2 separate regions of the Ovis aries genome follow, and region 2 is linked to region 1. The links are chromatin contacts, called in public Hi-C maps. All regions are on one chromosome and are shown on one strand. Each heading gives the region's core, a stretch centred on a gene start, on an enhancer-like site or on the middle of the called end of the contact. The rest is flanking DNA. Distances are from core to core; before and after follow the strand shown. Region 1 holds the start of RAD51 (RAD51 recombinase). Region 2 overlaps DNAJC17 (DnaJ heat shock protein family (Hsp40) member C17).

Evidence for each region. Hi-C and Micro-C count contacts between places; a contact is called where the count stands out from the background.
Region 2: a Hi-C map of liver shows a contact between it and region 1, with 3 times the contacts expected there. The contact joins the enhancer-like site here to the promoter of RAD51 in region 1. A contact is called at or near these places in 3 of 16 Hi-C or Micro-C datasets (liver, mixed tissues and tail adipose tissue).

Annotation. Positions count from the first base shown.
Region 1 is chr7:34,458,793-34,463,937 of ARS-UI_Ramb_v3.0, reverse strand. It overlaps RAD51 (RAD51 recombinase), which reads right to left and starts at 2,917. Exons shown (of 10, transcript XM_042252290.2): 1 at 2,647-2,917.
Region 2 is chr7:34,531,564-34,536,690 of ARS-UI_Ramb_v3.0, reverse strand. DNAJC17 (DnaJ heat shock protein family (Hsp40) member C17) reads left to right here. Exons shown (of 12, transcript XR_006060355.2): 2 at 3,295-3,364; 3 at 3,658-3,716; 4 at 3,924-4,011. Among named protein-coding and RNA genes, the nearest start is that of C7H15orf62, 10 kb to the right of the region's middle. Within about 2 kb of position 1,845, at least 12 of the 54 cell types and tissues checked have an H3K27ac peak or open chromatin away from gene starts, as enhancers often do. A contact at or near this core is called in liver, where this site is marked.

The DNA.
Region 1 (5,145 bases), core at 1,668-4,167:
TTAAACCGTTTCAATTCCACTGTTCTCTTCCAAGAAAGCAGGGTTTGGGGGTGATGGGAAAATAGTGAAATGAAGGTACAGAATCACTGCCATAAATCTCCACTCCTGACACAGAAACAGTGGACTGAGACGAGAATTCTCCGAACCTTAGGCAATAATCATAGTTTGTAGTCCCACATTTTGGTTCTTTGTAACAAAAGTGTATGAAATTTAAAGAGCAACATTTTAACCAATGCCAGACTTCACTGAATGCACAAATGAATAAGTAACATGGAAGTACCTTGCTCAGTTTGACATCTTCCATACAAGGCCAATACAAAAGTCAGATTATTTTAATAGTTAAGATTGCACTGATTGAAAGAATGGAGAACAAAAAATTTTAATTTTCTTCATGAGGTATTAGTAAAAGCAAACAAATCTTGATGTCTACAAGGATAAATATACTTAAGTCACACCAAAATAATCTGGACAATTTAACAATCAAGATAAATTTAATTCAAAAAATAACAGGTAAGGAGTCTCCAGTCTTAGAGGCTTGACAGAAGGTGACCATTTGTTCTTGACTGGTTCAGGTGCAGTTCTCTTAGATGGCATGCTTAGCATAATGTGAGTTTATAATTCCAAATATCAGAATCATCTGAAGGCAACTTAAAGTGTCTTCCTTCATAATTTATGAAAAAGATGGCTGGAACTGTATACATAAAGCAGTAATCAAAAAGCAACAGGCTGAAAAACTGGACTATATTTAAATTTAGAAATTCCATCCATCAAAATGCTATGGCTGGGACTTCCCTGGTAGTCAAGTGGCTAAGACTCCAAGCTCCCAATGCAGGGGCTGGTGCTCAATCCCTGGTCAGGTAGCTAGATCCCACGTATAGGAACTAATACCCAGTGCAGCCCCCTCCCAAAAAAAGGCTATGGCTTCCCAGGTGGCACAGTGATAAAGAATCTACCTGCCAATGCAGGAGATGCAAGAGAAATGGGTTCAATCCCTGGGTTGGAAAGATCCCATGTACCTGGAAAATTCCACAGACAGAGGAGACTGGAGGGCTACAGTCCATGGTGTCACAAAATGTCAGAGGGCTGGGACTTCCCTGGTGGTCCAGTGGCTAAGACTCTGCACATTCCCAGTGCAGAGGGCCCAAGTTCGATCCCTGGTTGGGGAACTAGATTCCACATGCCACAACTGAGACCAAGTGCAGCCAAATAAACAATTTTAAAAAAAAAAGCCAGATGACTGAGCGACTGAAAACATCTAATCAAGACACCACTGCAAGAAAGAAAGTCAAACAATAGCGAGGGGGGAAAAATTCACCACAAATATACCTCACGGCTGATAACGAGAATATATAAAGAATTCTTGCAAACCAGCAAGAAAGACAACCCAATAAAAAATAGGCAAAAGAGATCTGAACAAGCATGTCACAAGAGAAGATACTCAAATGGTTAATAAATGTATCCACAAATGCTCAATTTCATTAATAATCAGGAAAACTAAAATTAAAACCACAAGATAATAGCTAAAATTTTAAAAGATTAACATTAACTATTAGCAAACGTGTGGAACAACTGAACACTCATTCACCGCTGGTTCGAGTGTATTGGTACTGTATTAAACATGGAAGGTGAAGACAGACAAATACTTTGACCCAGGAATTTTGCCACTCTATTATTATTATTACTATTAACCCACTGAAAAACATATACGTGTGCACTAAACTGTATGCAGGAATTTTCTCAGCCACCTTTGTCCTGAAAGCTAAAAACTAGAAATAATCCTGATATCCATCATTGGTATAATGAATAGGACTACAACAAAGCAACGAGAAAGTATTGCTAAATGCAAAGACACGAACCTACAGACAGAACGTTGAGCAAAGCCAGACACAAAAATAGTCTTTCTTTACATAAAATTCAGAAACAGGCAAAATTAATCAATGGTATTAGTAGTCAACACAGTGGTTACCTCTGGCGAGAAGGGAGAGTATTAGAGAAGGGGGCACAAGGGAGGCTCCCGGGTGATGACAGCATTCTTTCTTGATCTGAGTGGTATATTCATTTTGTAATGACTCATGAAGCTGTACACACTTTTGATCTGTGCATTTTTCTATTTGTATACTACACTTGGCTTATAAGTTTAAGAAAAAACAGCATACGTCACTACAGATCATTACCTAGACATCACGTAAAAGGTCTTCCGCATTAGAAAAAGCAAATTATCTTACTGGTAACTGGAGGTGGGTACTCTGGTAAGCAAAATTTTGTGTAATGGAAAGGGCACTGACCAGAAACCTGGAAACCGTGGTTCTGGCTTAAGAGCTGTGACTCTGTCACTACACGTCTCTGGATCTTGGATTCCTCGCGGACGCCCATTAAGTAGGTGTTGGAAATGAAGGCCTCCCAAGGTTCCTCCCAGCTCTAAACGCTAGAGTGCGCTTCTATTTTCCCCTCAGCGAACTCCGACGGTCGAAGTAGCCCGGACACGTCCCCGCTCCGCCCCGCCATTTCTGAGTTTCTCACTTGGGAGAAACAGAGGGGCCCCTAAGGCTGCGGAGCTGGGGCCCAAATCTGGGTTTAAGCCTGGGACCGGCTTATGCCGGGACTAACCTGGCGGTGGAAGGGGCTTGGTCTCCGTCTCACACTCACCTGGACCTGCCGTGCTTTGCTATTCGCTAGGGCAGGTTGCACACTCCGACTACCGTCTGCTGGACCCGCCCGCGCCCGATCCCGGACGGACTGTAGATCCCCTCGCTTGTGCCCCGCTTCTCTACTCCCTTGCTTCGGCCTTCAGCACAAAACCCAGGCGAGTTTGAGCTTCCAACTGCGCTCCTGCGGCGGGTCTCACCTCCTCTTAGGCCTCGGTCTCAAGCCGCAGCGCGCGCTCTGCCTACAGCTTTCGGAAATCCCGCCAAATCCTATTGGGCAAGGTCACGCCCGCGTCAACGTAACGTCTCCCCACCCTTCTCGGGCCCGCCTTCCAGCCGCCTCGACCACTCGTGAGATCGAGAGTTGGGCTCAAAGAACTTGAGCTTGCAGGATGTTATGGGTTCCCGTCTTCTTTTTCTCCGTTAGGACTAATCCAGAACTTGAGAGTTGCGTTTTTCTCACCCTTTACCAGATCGAGGACTACAACTCCCAAGAGGCTGTGGGCCTCCCGAGACCACATATCCCAGTATGCACCGCGGGCGGGCGACTCAGCTGTAGCTCCTCAGCCCCTCTTGGGAATAGCCAGGCTCTTGGGGACTGGTGGCTTAGACAGTAAAGAATCCGCCTACACTGAGGAAGACCTGGGTTCGATCCCTGGGTCGGGAAGATCCCCTGGAGGAGGGCATGGCAACCCACTCCGGTAATCTTGCCTGGAGAATCCCCATGGACAAAGGAGAGTGGCGGGTTACAGCCCATGGGGTGACAAAGAGTTGGACACGACTGAACGACTAAGCACAGCACTGGGAGCTCTTAATTTGTTTCTTAAGTGTCTAACCTGGGGCATTTGGCCCTTCAGGGTGCGCTGAGCCTCTAACTTAGACCAATTACGGAGTTCAGGCGCTTTCTAGGCTCTTGTAGATGGTGGAGCTGATGCCGCTGAAGTACCTGGGTGAAACTGGAACAGAAAGCTAATGGAGAGAAAGGACGGACTGAACTATTAGTCAAGCTGTGGTACTTTACTGGAAATTTGCAGGACTCTGGATTTTGAGAATGTAAATCTTTTCGTAGTTTATTAAAAGTTGATTCCAGTTTTAAAGGGTGATTAGTGTTTACTGGGCGTAGATGAGATGGAAGACATTATAAGCGAATAGCGCTGTGTGGGTATGGAAATTAACTGTGGTTAAGGAGTACTGTCTGATGAGGGAGGAAAAGTGTCTTACCAGGTGCTGAGAGTTTACGTTTATATTATTTCCATGAAGAGAAGTAGGGAGAAGGAAACGGCAACCCACTTCAGTATTCTTGCCTGGAGAATCCCAGGGACTGAGGAGCCTGGTGGGCTGCCGTCTGTGGGGTCGCACAGAGTCGGACACGACTGAAGCGACTTCGCAGCAGCAGCAGCAGCATGAAGAGTCGTATAAGACCATTATAGAACTTTGATCTTTATTCTTTAGGTAATGGGTACATCTGAAAGTTTTTAATCCAATGAATCTCATGCTTTATACCTGTTTTTTGTTCCACACCACTTTATGTTTGTGGAGTGCTTTAAAATTCATGAACTTTTTATTTAATCCTCACATGGTTACCCTGTGGCATTGAAGGACAGATTTCAGGATAGAGTAAAAACAATAGAAACTGTTATGAAGTGCTTGAAATATTTCAGGCAAGAGATTGTCGATTTAAAAAATAGTCACAACCTAAAGGTTGAGAGTTGTTTTATTTGGTGGGAATTTTTAGGACTTAACCCCAGGAGGCAGCATCTCAAGTAGCCTTGAGAGAACTGCTCCGAGGAGTCAAGGGGAGGAGCCAGGTTATATAGAAGTTCTATGACAAAGGGCAGGCAGGCTGAATATCAGAGATTATTGTTAAAGGAAACCAGATATCCCAAGTTAAGAAATTTGATGATTTTCCATGTCTGGGAAGATGCAAGAGTCTGGTGAGATCCTTGTTAATTGATATGGCAGGAAATAACTCCATTTCTCAAGATGAAGGTTTGCATTAGAGCAATGACAGAACAGATTCAGGAAGCATTCTGAAAGTAGAAGTAACCTAACTAATGATTCTAGATAGTAATTGGGGATAATCGTGAACTGCCACCCATACCAGAGATACACACCTTCATGCCTATTCTTCACATACTCTCCTTAGAACATCTGCAAACCCACAGCCCCTCTTGGCTGTGTGATGATACATGACTTTGACCTCTCATTAAAATAGAATTCCTGTGGCTGTGTGGATGTCAAACCAAAGAAAACCCATTTGCAGAAAGGTTAAGAAATTGAGATAAGGAAGTGGGAGAGAGTTAAACAGAAAGAAACTGTTTTGAAATCTGACTGCTTCCCAGATCTTTCCAATTTCTCAGGGAACCTGCAGCACTTAATGCTCTTGAGGTCCATGAGATAGCTCTACATTCCAATAATCTTCCTACATTCCAGTAATCTTTTTTTTCTGGCTTAAACAAATGAGTAGTTTTATGTTCCTTTCCTCCAAGACAACCAACTA
Region 2 (5,127 bases), core at 596-3,095, 74 kb before region 1:
AGTCCTTCTGTATTCTCCATGCTCCATGAGTGGACCCAGGAGGTGGGGTAGATTTGGTGCTGTACCAAAGGGCTCTCAGAGAGCTCCCCTCCTATCTGTAGACATTCCTCTCCAAGAATGAATACCAGCATGCCCTTGCCTTTCTGACCTCACCTCTCCCCTTACTCACCCGGCCACTGGCATGAGACTGGTAATTTTTTTCAGTAGGATTCCTAAATACAGAATGTTCAGTTCCTCACACCTTCAAGGGGTGATTTGGAAATGGAGGCCCAGGCTAGGCCTTGAGGGGATAGAGGTCCAGGATACATCAAGTTGATTGGGGCAGTTGTGTTTGGTTATAGATGTTGAGTGTGTGGGAGGCTGGAGGGGTGGGAGTAAGATGGGGGTCCACCCAGATGGGGACTGAGGTGACCTTGGTCTAGTTATACTGTTGCTTCAAATGAAATCTGACGAGACTGTTAAAGACATTTGTCAAAGGAACATATTCTGGAAAGAGAATTGATGAGAAAACAAACTAATATTTGTAGATTAATTTCCCATTATTATATAATTAGGTTTTTTTGTTTGAACAATTTTCCTGTTTAAGTTAAAAAAATTCTGATATAGAGCATTAAAATGAAATATAAAACAGAAAGCTATTTAATATCATTCCTTTAGAATAAAGAACTATAAAGCATTCTCTAAAGCAAGAAAAGAAAATGAAGAGTGTTTTACCACCTAACCCCCTCTTGCCTCTTATTTTGCTTTCCTACTATTCCTACTATTTACTACTATTTAGTATTTCCTACTATTCCTACTATTTACTCCTTCCCTCCCTCTTATTGTCCTTTTTCGCATTTACAAAAAAGAATACGTAACACTTTAAAAGAGCTCCATGATACAAAAGAAACCATCTTCCACAAAATTCAGCCTTTGTAGGGCATGCCTGCTAATCCTGGTCCTGAGGGCAGTGTTGCAGATTGAGGCAAAAGACACCCTGTTCTCCCTTCCTCTTCCTCTCAACCAGTTCAGACACAGCGCCTGGGATCAGAGAGCGAGGAGAGGTGGGGGCAGAGAGGCAGAAACAAATCCCAGTGACTTCTGTTTGTTGGAATGATCGGGGGAAGGTCTTTGAAAAGAGGGCTGGGGAAATAGGGAAAGAACACTAGCTTTTTAGTTCTCTCTCTCTTTATATATTTTTGTATTGTTTTACTTATTGAAAAACAAAAGACACTTGTTCTCCTACATTAGCAGGTGGATTTTTTAAACTACTGAGCCATGGGGGAAACCTGCAAATATAAAGAGTATATAATAAAGGCTTGGTTTAAAGTGAAAAATAAATAAGGCCCTAGGCATAAATGGAGAAGGGAAAAGAAAGAGTAAAGGGAGGAATGACAAATGATAAGTTGCCTCAAGAGTAAAAGATGACATGTCAAATGTAAGACTGTATGAAACTGTCACCTCCTCTTCCCTTATTATTATTTTTAATGAGGAGAAGGGGGCGACAGGATGAGATGGTTGGATGGCATCACTGAGTCAGTGGATATGGGTTTGAGATAGTGAAGGACAGAGAAGCCTGGTGAGCTGCAGTCCATGGGGTGGCAAAGAGTCAGACACGACTGAGTGACTGAACAACAAATAGTGAAAAAAAAAGCTGGATTTTGTTATTGTTGGTGAAGACCTAGGTTGGGGTGAGGAGGTGAACATAAGTGGGCTGTTGGGAAGGTTAGGGGCCAGGGAGGGACTTTTACACTTTCTGCCAAAGCCTGTGCTGGGAGTGGTTCCTGCTTCCTCAGGCTCAGCCAGGAGAGCTATTAATAGATGGGCTTGCTTGCCTGGGCAAGTGAAGGTGTGGTTCCAGCTCTGGCCCAGCAGGTGGCAGCACACCCCAGAGGTCCTGGGCTAGCTGTAGCCGAAGGTGCAGCCGGCACTGGGCCACAGACCCTCCCCTGGGGGTGCTGGCTGTTTGCCTCTGGAGGCCCTTTTCTAGCACACTTTGGATTGAAATGTTTATTGGTTCCCCATAGGAAGCCTGGAGAGCCAGTCTGCTCAGCTACTGGTAGAGGTTCTGGGCTAGAGGCTTCTCCTCCCAAGAGATTTGAGCAGTAGGTAACATATACAGGCAGAGTGAGGGCAAGGCCTCAGAAAGCAGAGGATTTCTGGGTTTTGTGCTCTGAGTGGGGAATATTCAAAAGAGAACCTTGGTAGCTATGTTTATTTAGTTTTACTAATATAAAAAATAATACTTATTTTCTTTTTAATAAAGAGGTACAAAGATGAAAACTAAAAATAGACCATAGCTTTCCCACCAAGATAACCCCTGTTATCAATAAAAAAAATAATAATAAAGACTAGTTTAAGATTTGAAAATTAGAACCACAGAAAAGTATACAATGAGAAGTGAATGTTTCTTTCCCCTCCACTTTCAGCTTCTCTCCGAAAGAAACCACTGTTTCTTGTGATTGCTGTGAGGAAAAAAGGAAAACAAAGGCTTGCACATGCTTGAGTGTTTCTAACTATTTACATTTCTTTTATTTTTGGTTTATTTTAACCCCCAAATTATCATATTAATATGTACTGTTCTAAGCCCTGTTTTTTAAAACGCACTGTACCTTGAAGATACTTCCTTTTTTTTAAGTTGAGGTATAATGGACACATCACGTTGGATTAGTTTCAGGTGTAGAACATAATGATTTGCTGTTTGTCATCATACCTAATCAGTTTTCTTTCTTGTAATGAGGACTTGAGGATGTTTCTGGACAGCACATACAGACTTTTGTCTATGGCGATTTCTTAAGTGAGTCTCCTCGTTGCTGGAGACTTTGGTTGGCTTTACTTTGGGGCTTATATAAACTATGTTTTAGTGGGCATCCTTGTATATTTATTTTGGCATGCTTCTGCAAGTCCAAATTCCATAATAAGTCAAAGAGAAAGTACATTTAAAATGTTGATGGCTAAGTTTCCCTGCGGAAATGTTGCCCTGGCCTACATTACATTACACTAAGACTGTGTGAGTGCCTGTTTCTGGGTGGCTAGAGGGAATCTGCCCCTGCCAGGAGCCTCTGACATCCACAGAGGTGAGACTAGGCGCTCGGCAGGAAGCAGGCCCAACCCTGCTGCTGGGCAGCCTTCAGCTTCCTCCATAGCCTTTGCTTCCACTGAAGATCTCCACTGTGGTTGTGAGATGACTGTTTCAGTGTGGCAACCTTCCTGTAGCGATGCAGAGCCCTCCCTGGATTTCCCTTATCCCATTACCAGTGTTTTCCTGTCCATCTTGGGGTGCGAGAATGAATAACCCAATCTTGTCTCTTCCAGGTGAAGAAGGCATATAGACAGAAGGCCCTCTCCTGCCACCCAGACAAAAACCCGGATAATCCGAGAGCAGGTGAGCCTCTCCTCGGCATGGGGAGGAGCCCAACCCACCTGGGTGTGCTGTGAGTGCCATGGAGGTCAACGCACACAGCCCGACTTTGGGCACTGGGCCCGCGGCTGCACTTCACACGTTAAGGGCGTCTGATCAGTTGCTGATATGCTTACCCTTTTTTGTTGGTTGGGCACCTGTTGATGTCTTCCTTTCCAGCCGCCTGTGGCTTCTTTGAGGTGCTTTTCTGAGGGAGCACACTGTCACCAAGTCTAACTGTACTTTTCTCTTCTCTCTTTTTTGATCTCTCTGTTCAGCTGAACTCTTCCACCAGCTTTCTCAGGCCTTGGAGGTACTGACCGATGCTGCCGCCAGGGTAAGCACATCCTCCTCTGTCTGAATTGTCCCCTACATTTAGAGACCGCTGTGTGCTTCATCCTCTATACTCGGCCATGCTGTCCTCGCCTGGAGACTGTCACCAGACAGTCTCACTAGCTCTAGGGCTAGAGGCGGGGCCAGGGAGGAGGCCTGGCGCTGTGTGTGTTACCCCGTTGACTGCCCCTGTGTTCCTTCCTTCTGCCAGGCTGCGTATGACAAGGTCAGGAAAGCCAGGAAGCAGGCGGCAGAGAGGACCCAGAAACTTGATGAGAGAAGGAAGAAAGTAAAGCTCGGTAGGTGGCATCGTGGTGCTGGCGCCCTGCGGTTTACCTGGGTTGTTTTTATGCAGCTCCGCCACCTTTGCTCCTGTAGCTTCAGTTCCAGCCACTCAGAGCTTTGGGCCCCAGTCCTGGGCACAACCGGGTTCTCAGGGGTGGCTCCTGAAGGACAGTCTTAGGAATAATAACAATGACTAGGTGTGCTAATAGCTAAGCATTGTGACAGATGTTTTACTGCCTCCTTTAATTATCACAACTATCCAAAGAGCTGGGTGTTACGAAACCTATTTTATAAACAAAAGAAGCTAAGGTACCAAAAAGATAAGAACGTGCTGGAACCAGGATTTGAACCCACACAGCACGAGCACAGTCAGTGTCCTTGTTGGCCGTGCTGTCGTTTACCTGTGTCATTTGTCCAAGTTCCACGCAGAGTTCTCACTCTGAAATCCCCTCAAAAGGGTCCAAAGAGAGCCAGACATTTGCCTCTTGAAAAACAGCTTTATTGACATTATTTTGTATATCCTATTGTCCACCCATTTCAAGCGAACAACTCAGTGATTTTTAGTAAATTTAACAAATGGGGCAACTATGACTCTAAATCAATTTTAGAACATTTTCATTACCCCCACGAGATTGGTTCAGGCATTCTTCACTCAATTTTTCTCCCCTTCATCTTGCCTGTTTCACATCCGTATATTTATTATGCACATACACCATCCCCGTACCTCCATCAAAAACAAACAAACCTGGAGTTTAGGTAAGTAAAGTGAACAGAAAAGAAAGCAGTGAGTCCCAGACCTGGGAGAAGCATTTGCTGCAGCAGCTGACCTGGGACAGAGCCACAGGCAGGTTTCTCTTGGAAGGTGGGAAGGGCTCCAGGCCCTGGGGTGATGTCCTTGCATGGAGGCTGCTGTCCCTGTAGCTGGGTCTGCAGTGAGGCTTGGTAAATGTGCGTTGAGGGGCAGGTAGAGGAGACAGTGGAAACTCAAGCACAGTGGTGGGAAAGAGCATTGAAGCCAAGGCAAGGTCACAGGCTGTGGTGCCAAACCGCAGGAACAGAGGCCGGCGGCTCCTCCCACTGGCAGCCCTGACCCATGGCCCTGGGCTGCTGACATCAGCACCCACCCACAC